Regions from separate parts of the Mus musculus genome. Here region 1 is linked to region 2. A link is a contact called in public promoter capture Hi-C data. All regions are on one chromosome and are shown on one strand. The core of a region is the stretch at or near the end of the contact, and the rest is flanking DNA. Distances in the headings are between cores, read along the strand shown. Region 1 overlaps Gm6614 (predicted gene 6614). Region 2 holds the start of Slco1a4 (solute carrier organic anion transporter family, member 1a4).

Region 1 (2,700 bases), core at 118-2,617, 140 kb before region 2:
TCCAGAACAGTGAGCAGAGTGCTATGGCACAGTTGGTTATAAAATTGTTCAAACAATGGAAGCTTCATTTTCAATGTTTAAAGAAACCAATGTATGTTTGTATAACATACATAAGTATATGTATATCTACATGCTTCATAGATACCAAGGTTCATTTTTACATGTCGAATATATAAAAATATTTGAGGTAGGAGGGTATGTAGCTAAATGGTAGAGTACTGTCCTAGCCTCTTGGATTTGATACACAGCTCTGCAAGTGAAGGAAAAGTCATCTAAGACTTAAAACAGTTCAATGTCAAGGCCTGTGTGTGTGTGTGTGTGTGTGTGTGTGTGTGTGTGTGTGCAAACAACATTCTTTGTGTGATTATGTAATGTCCTGTCTTTGTTCACTTTCAGGGATTTTAGAAACAGGAAAGATGTTTGGCCCAGTAATTGGACTTTTGTTGGGATCCTTCTGTGCAAGCATTTATGTAGACACAGGGTCTGTGAATACAGGTAACACAGTGTGTTTTATTTATACAACCAGTCCTGGATATGGGAGAATGCTCAGGAATGTTTTAGCACTGCCTCCTTTGATCCTCAGTTAGGTAAATTATCACCACTTACAGATGGCAGACATAAGAGGAGGAGAGATAAGGGTGAATTGCCTCCTTCTGATTAGAGAGTTTCCATTATTTCATTATATTTCAGCCACATCTTTCATTTCAAAAGATTTACTCACATAAGTTTTACTCAATGAGGACTCACTGCTCATAACATAAGAGTCCTTTTAGCTATATGATGAACACCCAACTATAAAGGTTGCACATGACAGGCAGAAATAGAGATGTAGTGCTTTCAAATATGTCATCACACAGCATTATATAAAATTAGTATCTTCAAAAATAAATACACAAAATATATTTAAAAAGTGGATACCATGTATTTCATTTCATTATCTTTATTTATGTATATGTGTATGTGCGGATGTGACTGGGTGGTTCACTGTATGAGGGGGTGTTTGCTGAGGTCAGAAGAGGATCTCAGACCTACTAACATCAGAGTAATAGGCAGTGGTGAGTTTCCATGTGGGTTCTGAGAATAAAACTCATAATTTCTGCAAGAGCAACAATAACATTTAGCCACTGAACTGTCTCTGCAGTCCTTTCCTCACCTGCTCTGATGTTTTGAGACATGACTACATCAGAGTAAAGCTATTCCTTAAATAGGTCTCAAATAAATACTGTTTCTTTCTTTTGGAAATGTATGTTTCAATAATAGCCAATGTAGCACTTTCTTATTTAATTTTAACTTTACCCTATTGATCAACCTCAGACACTTTTTCTAAATGTCTGAATTAGCCAAGCAGGGTGGTTTCAAAATCAGGGTAGAAATCAATTATTGATTTGAATGCTTTATGGTTTCCAGAACAGTGAGCAGAGTGCACAAGTCCAAAAAAACAAATAAACAAAAAAAGGAACAAGAACAAATTGTGAATAGTTTATGAATGATTATGAATATCAATAATTTTCTACAGTTCACACAGGAAAGAATGATGTAAGCTAATGCGATATCTGTATTTCTTTACAGATGACCTGACCATAACTCCCACTGATACACGCTGGGTCGGTGCTTGGTGGATTGGCTTTTTGGTCTGTGCAGGAGTGAATGTCCTGACCAGCATCCCCTTTTTCTTCTTTCCAAAAACACTCCCAGAGGAAGGATTACAGGATAATGGGGATGGAACTGAAAATGACAAAGAGGAGAAGCACAGAGAAAAGGCCAAGGAGGAAAACCGAGGAATCACTAAAGGCAAACGTGGAAACTTTAAACTCTGCTTGGTTTAGATGGGTCTGTGGTCAGTGGGCACTTGACGCTTGTGCTGAAATAAGACAGCTTGTCAGTAATCATCAGTATTTAATTGTGTTAAATGTCTTCCACAGTCACCACTTGGAAATAACTGTCATATTAGGGAACCTGACTTGCCCTGGATTATTCTTTATGAAAATTTCAAGTCAGTCTGAACACCCACTAATCAAATATTTTTTCTTATCTGTTTTGACAATCCTATTTTACAGAAATTATTAGTCCATGTTAAGGAAAAAACATGAATAACCAGATATCTAAGCTATAGACAGTGGTAGAGGAGAATCTGTTTGATAAGGAAAATGTTAGTGTAGTTGTGAGCCTTGAAGTCAAGGCTTAAAGAGAAAACATGACCAGTGATGTAATCCTCTATATTTGAAGGTTTGTGATAGGTTACAGGAGAATTATTCCCTTAGAACAGACTGTTTTACATCAAGCAGGCATGTTATGGAATAATGATGTCGAGTAGAGATGCTTCTGTGAGAAACTAAGTTCGGACAGTGGAATGTTCAGCACTGCACATTCTTAAAACTTGACACTGCTTTCACATTTGTATGTGTTGAGAACTGTGTAGTGTTCTCAAAAGATCAGAGACAGAGAGACCGTAGGGTGTGTGGCTTGGGTTTTGGAACTCTGAAAGTATATATTAGGAAGATGTGAGGGTCCCATGCTTTACCTATCAAATGAGGGTAAGAACGTGCTATAATATTGGGTGCCTGTGATGTTCTGTTACAGAATATTGTGAGAGCATGTTACTGATACTGCTGTTTCCTCCATCACTCATATCCTCTAACACTAATGCACACTGAATAGTCACATATCTGCATTAAACAATAGAGACCATGACTGAGCAGC
Region 2 (2,700 bases), core at 63-2,562:
TCTTCATTCTCTATCTCAGAGACCGACATATAAAGCTTAAGCTTGTTATGTTCTCTGTTCGTCAGACTCTGTTAGATTGTTGTTGCTGGGAAACATTTGTGTGACACTGGAATTGTGGGAAATTATTAAAAAACTGAGCCCATCCTAGCTTCCAATGGTGGCTTTATGTCCTCAGGGACACCAGCCTGAATATCTCAGCTCTTTCTCTTCCTGATACAGCCTTTAACGTATTTTCTCACTCTTCTAAGCCTTTGTGACTTTCCTCACATTAAATATTTCTCCTATCTGTTATGAATTCCATCTCCTTCCTTGTACTTTGAGAAAGATAGATGTTGTTTTCATGTATAGAAAGAGAACTGAGTGGTCTGTCTAAACACACACAGATAGGTTGCAAGTAGATCTTCAAATTTGTGGTAATTTTAAACATGCGTGGTTAAACAATTTTACTGAATCCAAATGAAAGATCAGAATGGTTTTGTCTCTGAAATTGATTGAATGATGGCAATTATTACCACTTAATAATCGAATTCTCCCAATAGCTTCTGAGACCTCTTGAGAACAAGTGCAAACTACTCATTTTCAATTTCCTAACAACTACTATTGTGCTTAGAATTTAGTAGCTTAATAAATACTTGTGTATTAAATGAATATAATCATTGCAAACAGGACTTTGCATTAGAAAGCCTAAAGCTGCCTGGTAAGGCTTAGGTCAAAAATGTGACTCAAGTGTGGAACACTGGCTTCTCCTGCAACTATCTCCTCATTCTCTACATATGATTGCTACTAGAAGTGACAGGCGTGCCATTAACAGCTGGCTCTGCTCAAGGCAGAACTCATATTTTGAATTTCCTCTTCTGCTTCTCAGTTTAGATTTAGAACACATCTAAACTGACAAATTGACTAGATTGCTGGTGAAGAAATGGTCTATATGTGCCAGTATTATTTTGCATGGTAAAACCATATGAATGGGCAATTTTCTTGATATCAGATAAGGTTTCTCAGGTACCTGGAATGTAGAAAATAAAATGTGTGTGTGTGTGTGTGTGTGTGTGTGTGTGTGTGTGTGTGTGTGTGTGTGTACTTCTTAACAAGTGAAATTTAGCATTGTCTCCTTTGGTTTCTGATTGGAAGGAGCTGACCAAAATAAAATCACTTGCTAGGAATTAAACAATTCATTGTATTTCCCTAAGTCCTTTCTTGGCAAATCCTTCCTTGGCTTGGTATTGGTTGAAAGCATTTTAGCTGGACAGCACCCAAGAGGCTGTCTCTCACAGTTAGAGGCAATTTGAGGATTCTGAAAATAAGTGCTTTTCGTAGGACTTTTGCTGCTCTGACTTTCCTTTAGTCTCAGCATGGAGAGGACCGTCTTCTAAGGCTCCTTCATGTGTGGACTTCTCACTTGGCTGTGGTAAAGTTTGTTTCCTTAACTCAATAGTGCAGAGTAAATGAAATGAACAGCACGCATTTTCTGATAGTGAGGGTGTGGATATTGAGTGTGAATGAGCATGCTTATTCACTTAGGGCAAAGTTGTACTTTCCTGTGCCTGCGATGTTATTAAGGACCACCAACCAAAGGGTGACAACTCCTGAGGGTTTCTGCTTAGTGAGTGCAGAGAGTCAGTTCTGCGAGGAAGTCACAGTTCTAGAGTTCTGCTTTCTAGGATGCTCACCTACCTACTGAGAAACGCTACCCTGCATTCTCAAAAGAGTAGAGCCGATAGATGTTCCATCATATATCTTTAATAAATAAAACAAACAATGCAAAATGCTTTATATTTGTGGCCAGTATTTCTCCTGTGGGTGCTAAAGAGGGGAACACATTGCATTGCTGACTGCTTAATTAAAAGTGCAATGCCCTGCTTTCATTAGCATTCATGGTTGATTTGTGTTTATCTGTGATACTGTGTGATCCTGGGAACAGGAGTCATTGTTTAAACAACCCTGTGCTAACCAAGGACACTGTTCATGTAGTTATCTGACTCTGTTCACATTTCTCCTTTAGGATCAAAGAGCTCTACAGGGGAATATGGCATGATGCAGTATTGAGTTACACAGGCTTCGTTGAGTCAATGAAACAGACGATTCTTTGCCTTTTTTCCCTCTATAGACATATTTAAAATGCATCTGAAAATATAATTTTTTCAGAGAAAAGGTTGGCACATTAGAAGAAAGTGCAGGATAATTTACTAACATTAAATCCGTTTTCAAGTGCCTGGCTTTGTATGATTTATTTATATTACAGATTCTTGTTTGTAAAACTTCTGAGACAACAAGACTGTTTTGAAAGGAATCTTCAAGGTGGCGATAGAAACTAACCAGGTAATGATTTAGTACTCGTAGAAAAATTACCCTGTAATCTTCTAGGGACTAGACCCACTTTCTCTTGTCCAAAAAATGAAAATGGATATTTAGAATAGTTATATTTTAAGCTACTAAAGAAAGTGAAGATAGCTTTGACATGGGAGAGGAGTAAGTTTGCTCTTACTGATGAGTAGGGTGACTAGCCTGGGCTCAGGAGAAACAGCATAAAGGCTGATGAAAAGTTGCTCTATGGATGACAAAATGAGGCAGGTGTGGAGAGTTGAGAGTGTAATATTTCAGCTATATTCAAAGTAGATTTGGATCATGACTTTGCTCTCTAATGGAAACCTTCCCCTTTCTAACATTCTTTTCAAAATAAGTATCAGCTCCTCTCAGGAA

The links. Promoter capture Hi-C pulls out the DNA fragments that hold promoters and counts their contacts.
Region 1: a contact with region 2 is called in a promoter capture Hi-C map of liver. The contact joins the enhancer-like site here to the promoter of Slco1a4 in region 2. A contact is called at or near these places in 9 of 39 promoter capture datasets (3T3-L1-derived adipocytes, cranial neural crest, embryonic stem cells and 4 more), 2 of 484 Hi-C or Micro-C datasets (cerebral cortex and liver) and 3 of 9 other capture datasets (adipose tissue, liver and pancreatic islet).

Annotation. Positions count from the first base shown.
Region 1 is chr6:141,991,433-141,994,132 of GRCm38.p6, reverse strand. It overlaps Gm6614 (predicted gene 6614), which reads left to right. Exons shown (of 14, transcript NM_001081318.1): 5 at 397-495; 6 at 1,570-1,791. Among named protein-coding and RNA genes, the nearest start is that of Gm6614, 16 kb to the left of the region's middle. Within about 2 kb of position 1,367, at least 3 of the 459 cell types and tissues checked have an H3K27ac peak or open chromatin away from gene starts, as enhancers often do. A contact at or near this core is called in liver, where this site is marked.
Region 2 is chr6:141,854,832-141,857,531 of GRCm38.p6, reverse strand. It overlaps Slco1a4 (solute carrier organic anion transporter family, member 1a4), which reads left to right and starts at 1,312. Exons shown (of 16, transcript NM_001355577.1): 1 at 1,312-1,408; 2 at 2,243-2,319.